4 separate regions of the Mus musculus genome follow, and all the other regions are linked to region 1. A link is a contact called in public ChIA-PET and HiChIP or PLAC-seq data. All regions are on one chromosome and are shown on one strand. The core of a region is the stretch at or near the end of the contact, and the rest is flanking DNA. Distances in the headings are between cores, read along the strand shown.

What was found. ChIA-PET counts read pairs in DNA pulled down with a chosen protein or histone mark. HiChIP or PLAC-seq counts read pairs in DNA pulled down with a chosen protein or histone mark.
Region 2: a contact with region 1 is called in an H3K4me3 HiChIP or PLAC-seq map of embryonic limb bud, with 4 times the contacts expected there. The contact joins the promoter of Trpm5 here to the promoter of Cars in region 1. A contact is called at or near these places in 1 of 39 promoter capture datasets (hippocampal neurons), 3 of 115 datasets of contacts at active chromatin or transcription factors (embryonic limb bud, microglia and pancreatic cancer cells) and 1 of 9 other capture datasets (adipose tissue).
Region 3: an H3K4me3 HiChIP or PLAC-seq map of embryonic stem cells shows a contact between it and region 1, with 5 times the contacts expected there. The contact joins the enhancer-like site here to the promoter of Cars in region 1. A contact is called at or near these places in 6 of 115 datasets of contacts at active chromatin or transcription factors (the 230-238 cell line, embryonic stem cells and stem cell-derived neural progenitor cells) and 4 of 9 other capture datasets (adipose tissue, embryonic stem cells, embryonic tail and 1 more).
Region 4: an RNA polymerase II ChIA-PET map of memory CD8 T cells shows a contact between it and region 1, with 8 read pairs. The contact joins the promoter of Kcnq1ot1 here to the promoter of Cars in region 1. A contact is called at or near these places in 1 of 484 Hi-C or Micro-C datasets (embryonic stem cells) and 2 of 115 datasets of contacts at active chromatin or transcription factors (embryonic stem cells and memory CD8 T cells).

The regions. Positions count from the first base shown.
Region 1 is chr7:143,598,622-143,601,587 of GRCm38.p6, forward strand. It overlaps Cars (cysteinyl-tRNA synthetase), which reads right to left and starts at 1,469. Exons shown (of 23, transcript NM_013742.5): 1 at 1,361-1,469. The coding sequence starts at 1,385. Gm15579 (a long non-coding RNA gene) reads left to right here and starts at 1,483. Exons shown (of 2, transcript XR_870064.3): 1 at 1,483-1,592; 2 at 2,002-2,237.
Region 2 is chr7:143,093,199-143,096,164 of GRCm38.p6, forward strand. It overlaps Trpm5 (transient receptor potential cation channel, subfamily M, member 5), which reads right to left and starts at 1,444. Exons shown (of 25, transcript NM_020277.2): 1 at 1,368-1,444.
Region 3 is chr7:143,118,931-143,121,896 of GRCm38.p6, forward strand. The region is part of intron 1 of Kcnq1 (potassium voltage-gated channel, subfamily Q, member 1); the gene reads left to right. Among named protein-coding and RNA genes, the nearest start is that of Kcnq1, 13 kb to the left of the region's middle. Within about 2 kb of position 1,476, at least 49 of the 459 cell types and tissues checked have an H3K27ac peak or open chromatin away from gene starts, as enhancers often do. A contact at or near this core is called in embryonic stem cells, where this site is marked.
Region 4 is chr7:143,295,071-143,298,036 of GRCm38.p6, forward strand. It overlaps Kcnq1ot1 (KCNQ1 overlapping transcript 1), which reads right to left and starts at 1,477. Exons shown (of 1, transcript NR_001461.5): 1 at 1-1,477. All of the region lies in intron 11 of Kcnq1 (potassium voltage-gated channel, subfamily Q, member 1), which reads left to right.

The sequences.
Region 1 (2,966 bases), core at 219-2,718:
CAGAGCACCACAGGATGCCTGAGAGATCTTGGAGACAGGTAACTGAGAAGTCAGAGCTCACATCTAATTTCTGGCTTCATCACAGAGACTAAAACCTACACTAAGCATTCTGCCTTTGAAGGCTTGCTTCTCACCTTCCAGGATATGGGCCAAGGCCTTTGCTCTTTCTAGAACCCACTTGCTAAAAAGATGAGAAAAGACACTGCTCTTCAGCGATCTGCCAAGGCCCAGGTCTACCCTGGGGTGACGTAAGTGACTGCTTTCTGAGGGAATCTCCCAATTGGCAATAAAGTAGATTGCCAATGATGCTCTGACAGTGATGCTCTGACTGGACAGGTCTCTGTGGTGACTGCTGACCACACTGGAGATTAAAGCCTTCATAAATCCCCAAGCTCTTTCATGTATGCGTACACGGAGTCCCTGCTTCCTCTGCCCTACTTCCCTAAGTACCAACCTCATGTGCCCTTCCGCCCACCTGCTTGGGCAGAAGACCAAAACAATCTTTGGGCCTTTGCCTTACCCCCAAAGTCCAGCCAGGGCAGGAGGGGGAGTGGTGAGGTCTCATCCAGGTACCAACTAGAGTCAGGCTATTTGAAACAGGACCATCTCTCCTATTGCTGAGTATCCAAGGAAACTTTAGCCTTAACCCAATCAAAAAATTGAAGCTGAGGAAGGGAGGCACTTACAAGACAGGAGTCAGGTCCCACCAAGGAGTACTCTAGCTTCAGGGAGTCATGGCAGCCACCCCCAGGTCCTGGCCTGCCACTGTCCATTGAGACGCTGGCCATCCCCAGAGCTTTGGTTTTGCACTGCCCACTTGGGCCACGGCTGTCCCCACAGGCTTACCGGAGAACGTTTTATCCCAGAGCCCTGGACTGGATACTACTCACCTGAGGATCCATCTCTGCCCACTCCAGTCACTGCCTAATCCAGATCTCTAGCTTGTCACTGCCCACCTGGGCATGCACTGTTCCTAGAGCCCTGACCTAGCCACTGCCCAACCCAATAGCCTCCACTCTAGAGCCCTGGCTGGTCACTTCCCGCCCAGGGATCCTCTGCCGAACAGCCTTTGCCTGCCACTGCCCATTTAAGCCTTTACTATCTTCGGATCACTGGTCTGGGCACTGCCCACTTAGTCCATGGTTGTCCCCACAGACCCGACCTGAGCACTGAGTCCCTGGGTCTTGCTGCCCCCAACCCCTGGCTCGCTTGGCATTACCCACTCGTTCCACCGCTGTCGCCACAGCACTGGCCTGGGCACTGCCTCCTTGGACCATGCTGCCCACACAGCCCCAGCCCGGTACTGCCTACTCGGGCCATGCTTGTACCCAGAGCTCCACAGTCATCCCGCAAACCTCACCCTGCTCCGCGGAGGAACCTGCCATCACTGGGAATCAAGACCCGCGGCCGCCGCCACAGACGCCTTCCAGAATCTGATGCAACCGCGGCGCCGGAAGTCCCGCCCCACCAGTCGTCTTCCGGGCATGTCCAGTAGCTAGGCAACTGCAAACTGACGCCGACGTGGGGCATGATGGGAGAATACTATGGTTTACGCTGGCGCGGAACTTAATAGACACCAAAGGGCTAAGACAGTGAGAAGCGCAAACCCGGGCTGCTGAAGAGGGCTGGGAGGGGCGGGACGAAATGGGGGAGTGGGAGGGGCGAGGAGCTGGGTAGAGGGGCGGGGCAAAACGAGTAGAGATTAAAGAGATGCAAGGGAAAGGGTGGGGCAAGGGACTCAGCGACTGGAGGAGAGGGGCGAGGAAGACGCCTTTTTCTGAGACACTCTCCAAAAGGCCACACAAGCCTGGAAACAGGTGGTTCCTGTTACACTCTCTCCTGAATCCTTTTATTTCCTGTGTGTTCCTTAATTCCTGATGTCGCCTCCCAAGACACACCATCAGAGGGAGGTTTATGAGAAGAAATGGAAAGTATTATTTTAGAAACATAGCCAGGTATATAGCGAGACCCTGTCTCACAATTTTTTTTTTTTTTTAAAAGCTCCGTTTTGAGGTTGGAAGATGGTTCGGTGGTCAAGAGCACGGCTGCTCTTCTGGAGGACACCGGTTTGATTTCTAGCACTCACAACTGCTCACAACCGGTTGTAACTTCAGTTCCATGGGATCCTAACCCTCTTTTGATCCTTGTGGGCTTTGCATGCCTGTGGTGAAAAAGACATGTGTTGTGTGTGTGTGCAGGGAAATAAATAAATACAATTATATATTCTGGTATATATATATTCTGGCAACCATGGTCTTAATTCCTGGAAACTCAGGAGGGAGAAGCAGGCAGTTCTCAGTGAGTTCCAAGTCAGCCATGGCTCCATAAGAGACTCTGTCTCAACATAAATAAATAATTAATTAAAAAATAATTGATACTTGGTAATATGTATTGTTTGGTTATGTACCCTTGGGACAAGGGACTGAGGTGCAAATTTTATATTTCAAAGCAAACCTGGCCTCCAGGTTCTCTCAGCATCCCTCAGTCCCTACCTGGCATACCCTTGCTGTAACCCTGAACTTTCCAGCCCAGGGGCTGGACTGCCCTTCCCCCAGAGGCTCTTCCCTATATAAACCAGATGTTTTGGTCTTCCTCATCGCTCCTCCTGTCTTCTCTATGTTCACACCCTTTCTCTTTCTCTCTCCTCCCCCACCATGGTGACTTCCTTGGCCTCAGTCCTTGGGGCCAGTGAACTTTCGCCTGAGAGCAGCTTCCTAATAAACCTGCCTATATGTACTCTAATCAGGCTTGAATTGGTTCATTTCATGGGCAGCAGAGAAATAATGTATCACATAGGTCTTAGTTAGGGTCTTACTGCTGTGAAGAGACACCATGACCAAGGCAACTCTTATAAGGACAACATTTAATTGGGGTTGGTTTACAGGTTCAGTGGTTCAGTACATTATCATCAAGGCAGGAGGTGAGAGTTAGACCTCTTCAGCTGAAGGCCGCTAGAAGACTGGCTT
Region 2 (2,966 bases), core at 194-2,693, 510 kb before region 1:
CCACAAAGAGGGAAGGCATGCAAATAGGATTTGCATGTGCAGGTGTCTAGGTCTAAAATGCCCCCCTTTGTTGGTGGGGTTTTTTTGCGGGGGTGGGGGGAGCTACATGACCCTGATCATTATCCTATGCCTGAATTCTGAAAGACAAAAAACAGATTCTTAATCCCAAGGCAGTGGAGACCTTGGAGGCTCTTACTAGCTGAGACGGTCACAGAAAGAGCCTGAAATAAATGTACTTCTCCGCCCCTAAGATAGGAAGAGCCCAGAGCACGACAGATCTGGCACCCAAATCCTGGGGTCCTGAACGTACTTGTCCCTAAACTCTCTGTGCCAGCTTACAGTGATATGTGGGTAAAACTAAGAAGGTCACTGCATGCATGAATTAGCATGGCACCCCTCATCCCCTTGGTGAAGAGACCTGACATTGCTGACAGAGCAGGACGTAGATACAACTATGAGGAGCTGGGTCCCCACCCCTACACCCCTCCCTCCTGCAGCCCCTGAGCTTGGGCTGAGTTTCCAAGGTGCTGCGGCTGATGTAATCTCCAAGTCTGAGGCTCACAGTTTGGATTGCCCTCCACCCAGACCCTCCCGAACAATGGGTAGCCCTTTCCCTTGCTCATGGCAGACTTGTCCTCATGATGCCATCCCTGATGGAGAACATGAGGTAGAAATGTGGCTAGAACATAGCTCCTGCTTGCCCTTCCTACCTTCTCAGCAGAGGACTGAGCGACTTTCTGGCCCCACTCCTATGCAAGCTGACCCTGGTGTGAGCTTACCTGCCCGTTCCTTCCAGATTCCTGGCATGTAGCTGCTGGTGCTGAGTGTTAGAGGCACTTACCTACTGCAGGCTGTGTTCCTCCCTCGATCCACCCACATGCCACACCCAGCACCTGGCAGCCAATGATGTCTTAGAAAGCTGGGCATGAGTGAACCTAGGGTACCACCCATCCACCAAGGGCTAGATTGGTGCCACTGGTCTGAGAGCACATCCAGGCTGGCCAAGAGCCCACTGTTACATGAAGAGGGGTTACATGAAACATGGGTCCTTTCCTCCCTGGGCTCTGCCTGGCACAGACGATGAGTACGGCCTGGGTGTCTGTACTCTAACATGAGATCAGAGGTCAGATGGGAATTCTGCTTCATTTCTCACCAAGCCTCAGTTTCTCTAGTTGAGGAAACAAGAACTGCCTTAAGGACACATGATCCATGAAAGGGTGTCTGACAAGTGGTCCCAATGATGATAGGCAAGCAGATGAACTGTCTCCTGAGGTCCCAGAAGGTCTGGAGATGTCTGCCCTGATCTGTGGTGTGCCACACTCCTGGAGAATCCTATGGTGTGAGTGAGCTGAGTACTAGCTACTTACCAGTCAGGCAGTCAGTGCCTTGGACTGCATGAGGACTGCCTCCAAATTGAGGCTCAGGGCTGTTGCTCGTGATGCTTCTCATGGCTGTGACACTGGCTTTTTTCCTGTTGATCTATCCAGCTCCTTCAACACGAAGTCCCGGTTTCTCTTCCTGTAGACCGAGATACTCATGCCAAGCTTCCAGGCGGTTGTGAATAACTGGGGAAGACCCTCATGACAGCTCTTGACAGTGTTTCTGTGAGCCCTTCCCCCAGAGACCACAGGATCTGGCTTTCATTACTTTGCCATGAACCCCAGGGGTAGGAGGATAGGGGTTGGGCAGCAGCCAAGGACCCAACATTAGCCACCAGAGGGCGCCAAGATCACAGGCAAAAACAGGACCTGGGTGGGGCAGGGAGAGGGGTCTCCCTCTGGCTTTGTCCTAAGCAAGAGGGCCACAGTTACATCACCATCTGAGCTAGCATGTCCCCTAGCATACCTGTCATGTTACCTTGACATAAGCCATGCCCATTTGATGCCCTTCTAAAATTACAAGCTGGGCTGGGGGCTCAGACCAGCTCTAGCCACTTGAGCCCTGAAGAGCAGGGACTATAAGCCTTGAGTGCTTGAGAGCTGTGGGGTACAGCTCTGGAGGAGGGTACATAGCGGGGGCCTAGGTGGAATGGCCGGATCTCAGTATAGAACAAGGCCAGAGTTCACTGGATTCTAGAAATCTAGCCTAAGTTCATGTCCACCAAGCAATCCAAAGCCTAGCCTTCCTATGTCTGAGGACTAGGTGGAGAATAGGAGTGCTTCCAGAACCCTTCCTTCATCTGCTGCTGCCCCTTTACCTCCATCTTTTGGACACTCGAAGGACTGCACCAAATATTCCCTAACCGTTCTAGGCCAATACCATATTATGGTTCTCCTTACCCACAACCTTTCATGGACCCCTGTGATCCTAATAATCAAACCCAGAAAGGCCCTGACACTTTTTCTTTTGCTCCCTTGGGGCACCACTCCTTGGAGCATCTCCTGCAGGCTTGTCACCACAGGCTCCCATGTCTTTCAAGGACCCCTTCACCCAGGCCCACACCCACACAGGGCACATCCCCTATAGCTCACTTCCCAGGCACCCCAGCAGCGTTGCTCAGTGCTGCTTTGTCATCTGAAATGACCTTTGCTTCCTCATTTGCCCATCAACAGCCACTTCCCCCATAGTTCTGCTGGACCCTGGGCAGCCCCAGCCAACCCCAAGTGCAGAATATGAAAGTATACAGAACATGTGCCCAAAGGCAGTTGTGTGCCTGAGCATGTGCATAGTCATGAGCCATATGAAGGCATAAGTGGGGTCTGGGGAGATAGCCATTTAGTGGGAAGCAGCTTCCAAACCATTCCAGGCCCTGGGCAGATAGACATTGGGCAAGGCTCAATTGCCCGTATGCTCTCATTACGAGCACTGTGATGAGGGGACAGAGAATCAAGGTGCCATGGAGGGATACCTAAATTGCCCTCAACAGCTGCTTCCCTACATTGATCACCATGGCTTGGCTGGTAGCTGTGTCTGTCTCTCTTGTGGTTGCTCTGACTGGTGCCAGGAAGATATTTCCTCTTGGGCAA
Region 3 (2,966 bases), core at 226-2,725, 480 kb before region 1:
CAAGCTTACAGCTTACTTACAGCTGCCCTGGCCCTGCTGGAGGCCCCCAGGAATGTGGGGGTGGGGGTGGAGATCACATTTCTAAGTCAGAGAAGCCACCTGACTTTGGCTGAAGCCACTTACATATCTCCTATGGTCTGGTGTCTATCTTGCACTTCTTGCTTTTTTGAGACAGGGTTTCTCTGTATAGCTCTGGCTGTCCTGGAACTCACTTTGTAGACCAGGGTGGCCTCGAACTCAGAAATCCGCCTGCCTCTGCCTCCCGAGTGCTGGGATTAAAGGCGCGTGTGCCACCACCCCTGGCTCTATCTTATACTTCTTGAAAGGGAAGAAATGCCTAGTGTTTTTCAACTTTCCATACAGCAAGTCTGTGGTCCTATCTGTAGACAGCCAAGGCTTGCAGCTGCCTTCAGTGCTGACCTGAAGTCCAGCGATCGTTGTCTGGAAAGTGGGCAAGGATTCCCCACCCCTTCAACTCCTCCTCTCCTGTCATGCTTTTACTTCCTCTATTTCTCCCCTTCTCCTCCCACCTTCCATTTCCTCCTTCTCCCCTTCCCATCCCCCTCCTCTCCTCTTCCTTCCTTTCCTACTTCCCTCCCCCTCCCTAACCCTTCCCCCACCTCCCTTTACCTTCCCTACTTCCTCCTCCTCCCTCTTCTCTCCTCCTCCCCCCTGCCTGAAGTTTTTCACTTGGTAACTGGCCAGGCCCTTCCCAGTTTCCAAGTAATGAGGCATGCATAAAAGTCTTTGAGGTGGTTTTTGTTCTGTAGGGTCACTCCTACAGAGTCCCTCTCTCCCTCTCTGGGGACGGGCTATAATATCATGGTGCTTGGCCCAGGCACAGTGAGTTTGCTGTTTACTCCACAGGTCCTCTAGAGGACAGCCTGGAGTGGATTGCTACCTGTTGTCACCCACATGGTTCTGCCCCTCCTTGAGCAGTGAGACTGCCTGCTTTCAGACAGTTCCCTCTATGCAGGCGAGAGTCTCAGGAAAGCCTGTGTTCTTGTTCTGTACCCTGGCTAGGTGATTCAGGGCTGACAGAATCCAATATGGCTTGCCTTCCTTCCATGGCTCAGCGGGGGAGCTGTAGTCTACACACCACATCTGGGTCCTAGAATTGCTTTAGCCAGATGGGCGTGGTTATTCTTTGTGAGAACCTGAAGGCCAGGGATGTGTACAAAACCACACAGGAAATTTGGTGTCTTTGAGTCAGACCAGATTGAACACCTGGCTACCAATGACTGGCAGCACTAGCTTCATAGTTCAGGAGCCCTGCCTGGTACTCTCACAAAGCTCTCTGATCCCAGGAAGGCTGGGATTCACTGAGCACCCAGACAAGTTGTGGGTTCACCTTCTAGGGTTCTGTATGCAGTACACAGTGGAGGTTTCCAGAGAAACCATAAAACCCAGATCCTCCCAGCCAAGTAGAAAGCAGGAAATGGCGAGTGACCCTCAAGTGACCTAGTCCCTGGGAAGACGATAGACAAAAGACAGGCCCAGGCAGCAAAGGCAACATGGTTTGCCTGTGTTTCTCTGAGCAGACAGATACAATGGCCATCTTTCTGGGGGGACTCTGTGGAAGGGAATCAGTGGTACAGCTGTGGAACTTGGTCTCTCAGGTGACACTGGAGAACAGGAAGTCTTCATGTACACAGAGCTGGCCTCTCGCCTTTGCTGGATTGCAGAATGTCCTCTCCTGAGCAAGTAGTAGTGGCAGGCGGCAGTTGAGATGGGTGTGGCACCATCCCAGAGACTTCGTACTGGGGTTGTGTGGCCTGGGAGGTCACCTTGCTTTGGGGCTGTTTCCCCACATGTGGATAGGGTCTGGGCCTCTATCTCAGGGATGCTAACAGGTCATGTGATCATGCGTTTGGGCTCCTCATCTTGCTATGTATGACCATTTAAAGGCCCCCAAGGCTACCCTCTCACTGCCCAACACCTCTGTGTCTCTGGCATTGGAGGGAGTTATTTCTAAGTGGACATATGAACTAGTCATCTCCTTGTAAATGTTGAGAATATTCTGGAAATAAGGTCTGTAGAGAGGCAGTTCTCCAGAGCTTAGAGGAGATAAGCTATGGCAACCATATAAGCTGATCTGGAGTAGGGCTGAGACACGCTTGCCTCTAACTCTGTCCAGATAGCTTCCATGACACTCACTGAGTAGGAGAGGCCCAGATGGGAGTCCATATTTCCATGTGTGCACATGTGTGTTGGGTGGGCAGTGTGGCAGTCCACAAATACTAAATGGCTATTTCTATGTGGCCCCTGCTCCCAAGTCCGGCTTCTAGGGCTCAGGAAGTTGGAGTGTTAGACTATCACAGGATGCATGGGTGGATGCATGTCTGGATCAGTGGGTGTGTTGGTTGATTGGATGTGGTGTTCCTGTGAAGAGGAAAAGATGGACAAGGGTATGGGTGTGTATGTCAGGGGCAGGGGTGTCATGTCAGGGTTACTATCTTTCTTGTACCCCTCCCCTGACATTTACACTTGCCTGGGAGTGAGTGCCTGGGGGAGAGCTCTGGGTTTCTAGAAAGGCTGTTCCTGGTGACCAAAAGCAGTGAGCAGCCTCTCAGGCTCTCACTGTGATCTGCAGGCAGCTGTTGTATCCCACCATGTCCTCAGAAAACCCTTTCCATGAGAGAGAAATATGAGTTTCTAGGGCACCAGTGGACCAGTCTCACAAGAGAACTCTGGGCGTGGGTGGCCTGGCAGGTGAGAGCCTAGCAGGCCAAAGACCAGGGTAGTGCAATAGTAACAGCAAGCTGAGAGGTAAAATGAAGGGAAGAACTGGCCAGTGGTTCACAGGAACACAAAGGAGACTCTCCACCAATGGCATGGGTGACGGGTGCTGTAAAGAGAGGGCAGAAACTCTGTCCTTGCAGTTGGGCCAGACCCGACACCCAGAATCCTTCCTAGTTAGCTGAGCAGCTATGAAGTGTCTTAGTTGGTGAGGGTTGCAACCGACT
Region 4 (2,966 bases), core at 227-2,726, 300 kb before region 1:
CCAATCCCCCACACCTGAATTCCGAGTCGGCTCCAGACCCGAATCTCTACCCGATTCCAATCGTGACTCCACTCTAGACTCGGAACCACTGTAGACCCACACATACACACACCCAACTCGGATCCAAGAGCTAGATCACAACTCGGTTCAAAACTCCGAATAAGCAGCCTTCCCCAGCCTCAGTTCCACGATACCCTTCCCCCACCATGCGCGAACATTCCGAACGGAGCCCCTCACTCTCAGCATTAAAACAGCTACCACATAACAACACGTACTCCACTCACTACCTTGGTGCTGGCCACACCGGGCTACAAAGCTCAGGGGTCTCCAGACCCGATTCGGTTTCAGCTCCAGTGCGTTCTGACTCGGCCCGGGGTTTAGAATCCGAAGGCCTGAGCCGGTGTCCTAGGCCACTCACCTTGGGACTCGACCGACCTCGGGGCTCAAAGGGCCTCAAGACCACCCCTGCTTCTGTAAGCCTGGGCCACAAAGATGGGGACGTGGACGCAAAATACGAGAACTGAGCCACGGCCGTGAAACGAGGACCGGCCGTGAAACGAGGACCGAGCCGTAACTGCAAAACGAATACGGAGCCACTGCGGCAAAACGAAGATGGAGCCCAGCCGCGAAAGCGCGGCACGAATCACCTCTGCTTCTGGCCGTGAGTGCTTGCCGCGAGGAGGGGGAGGCTATGATGAGCGCGGCCACGCGGACTTGCGACTTGTGCCGTGCTGACTCAGAGAAGAAACCCGCGCTGAGAAAAAAACCATACCTAGGAGAACCATGCCGAGAAAAAGAAGCGCTGGGAACCAAGCTGAACAGAAAAGCTCTCCAAGTAGAATCACACAGAGGGAAAAGAAGCGTGTTGAAGAAAAACTGAGAGAACCCAGCAGGCTAAAAAAAAATGCTGAGAAGCCAAGTGGATCGCGCCAAGGCAGCCGACCGCGCTGGAGTGATCCGTGCTGAAACGATCCACACGGAAGTGACCCAATTGCTGAGGCAGATCGGACCATATCGCCGACCACCATGACGAAACAAGATAAGACCTCACCATGGAGGTCTAGGCTCAGGACAAACACTGAGGAGGATCGCGTTGAGCAAAGCACACTGAGGATGGCTAGTCGGGACTGAGGTGTAGTGCTCAAGTGATCCGAGCAGAGGCAGCTCCAAAAGAACTGTGGACAAATATGCTGAGGCTGGTGGCTGGCTGATATGACCTCACCGTGAAAAACCATGCAGAGGACGATCACACGGATGAAAACCACGCTGCTGAGACGAGCCACGCTGGGAAGGACCATGCAGAGAAAAGCACACTAAGGTGTACTAGACCGTAACCACGCCGAGGAGAAGCCCACCGAAGTAATCCAAAATGAGGCCGACCACACCGGGCCTGACTGGACCAAAATGCACCATCATAGACCACGCGGAGGGGCGCCGCAAGGAAAGCTGCGCAGACGTGCTGAGGCAACTGTTCCTCCTAGCGACAACGGCTAGGCCACCTACCAAGACCTTGGTGACGTGGCAGCCACGACACTGTTGATTGGACAGATGCTGAATAATGACTAGGGAGCTCTTCCTCATGATAGGCTGGATACAGATAGCTCTGTGCTGACTATTTTTATTGGCCAAGAGGAAACAGCCTGATGTCTCCAGCATTTGGATTGGGTGAGCTTGTACAGGATTGTACGACCTAGCCTGCTGGGTCCACCACCCCTTAAGGCCTACCTTCCTCATCCCTTCCTAGCTGAACCTGGGGTTCTTAACTCTGAATAAGTGTGAGACCAACCTCAATGCAGTACAGGGCAGATACCTGAGGCAGCCAATGTACCTAAACGGTTTCATGGCCAAAGATGAGTATGCCCCTGGCTCTGGCCTGACCTTGGGATGCAAAAAAGCAATCCACCCTCTCAGCTGTCCCATGGAATCCTACTGTGCAGGCCAGGGTGTGGTCATCTAAAGCACACAAGGAGGCCACCCTGCTTGTTTTTTTTTTTTTAATCACCAAGTAAGGAAAGTCTTGGGGCTATCTTACTTATGAAAAGGAGGGGGCCCTGGGTCTGCCCATGTTATAAAACTAGGTAATGATAGTCCTGAGGTTAGACCCCAGCCACTCGACCCATCCTCCAGATTCTCTTGGTTCCTGGCCCTGTCACTGGAGTGTTCAGGATCGTTTCCACTCTGTCCACTTACTTATCCATGCATTTATTTGACTAACACTGTCTACGCACCACCCTGTATCTAGCATTGACCTAAAGCCTGGAGAAACTTGACAAAATGCCAGATTTGGGGGACAATCCACTTGCCCAGGATTCATAAGCAAGCCTGGGGCGAGGGGGGGGAATGCAGATTTCTGTGCAAACTATAGTTTTAGCATGTGGAACTCTGGGTATATTCTCCAAACCACCCCTACCCAGAATTGACTTCAAACAGGATTTAGGGGAAGGGGAGGGAGAGCCAGTCCTGTGAACAGGCCAGGGTGTGGTCATCTAAAGCACGCAAGGAAGCCATACATCTTAACTGCTTTTGCTGAAAATATATGTCTACAAAAACAGCCAGGAAGCTCTCTTGCCAAAGATGACTGAGTATATGTGGGGGAAGGAGGGGAAGGCACGGTTTTTAGGTTTGGGTTTTTTTTCTTTTTCTTTTTCTTTTCTGTTCTTTTTCTCTTTTTTTCTCCTGTTGTTATTTAGCTGGAGAAAAGAGAAACTGGTGTCATCCTCTAGCAACAGACAGTTCCTTTTTACCCTCAGAAGCTACTCCTAGCTTGGTACCCCACCTCCTACCAGGCCACACATCTGCTTTGCCAATTCCTTTTGGGCCCGTCTGGAACATGCTGCATTTGATTCAAAGGGCCAGTCCTACCCTCCTACCTGATGGGTGGTTTTCTTTTCTGCCTATCCCAGAGCAGATGTGCAGTTAATGGGGTCCCTCAAGAACCTGTCACCATCTTTAAATTCATCATATTA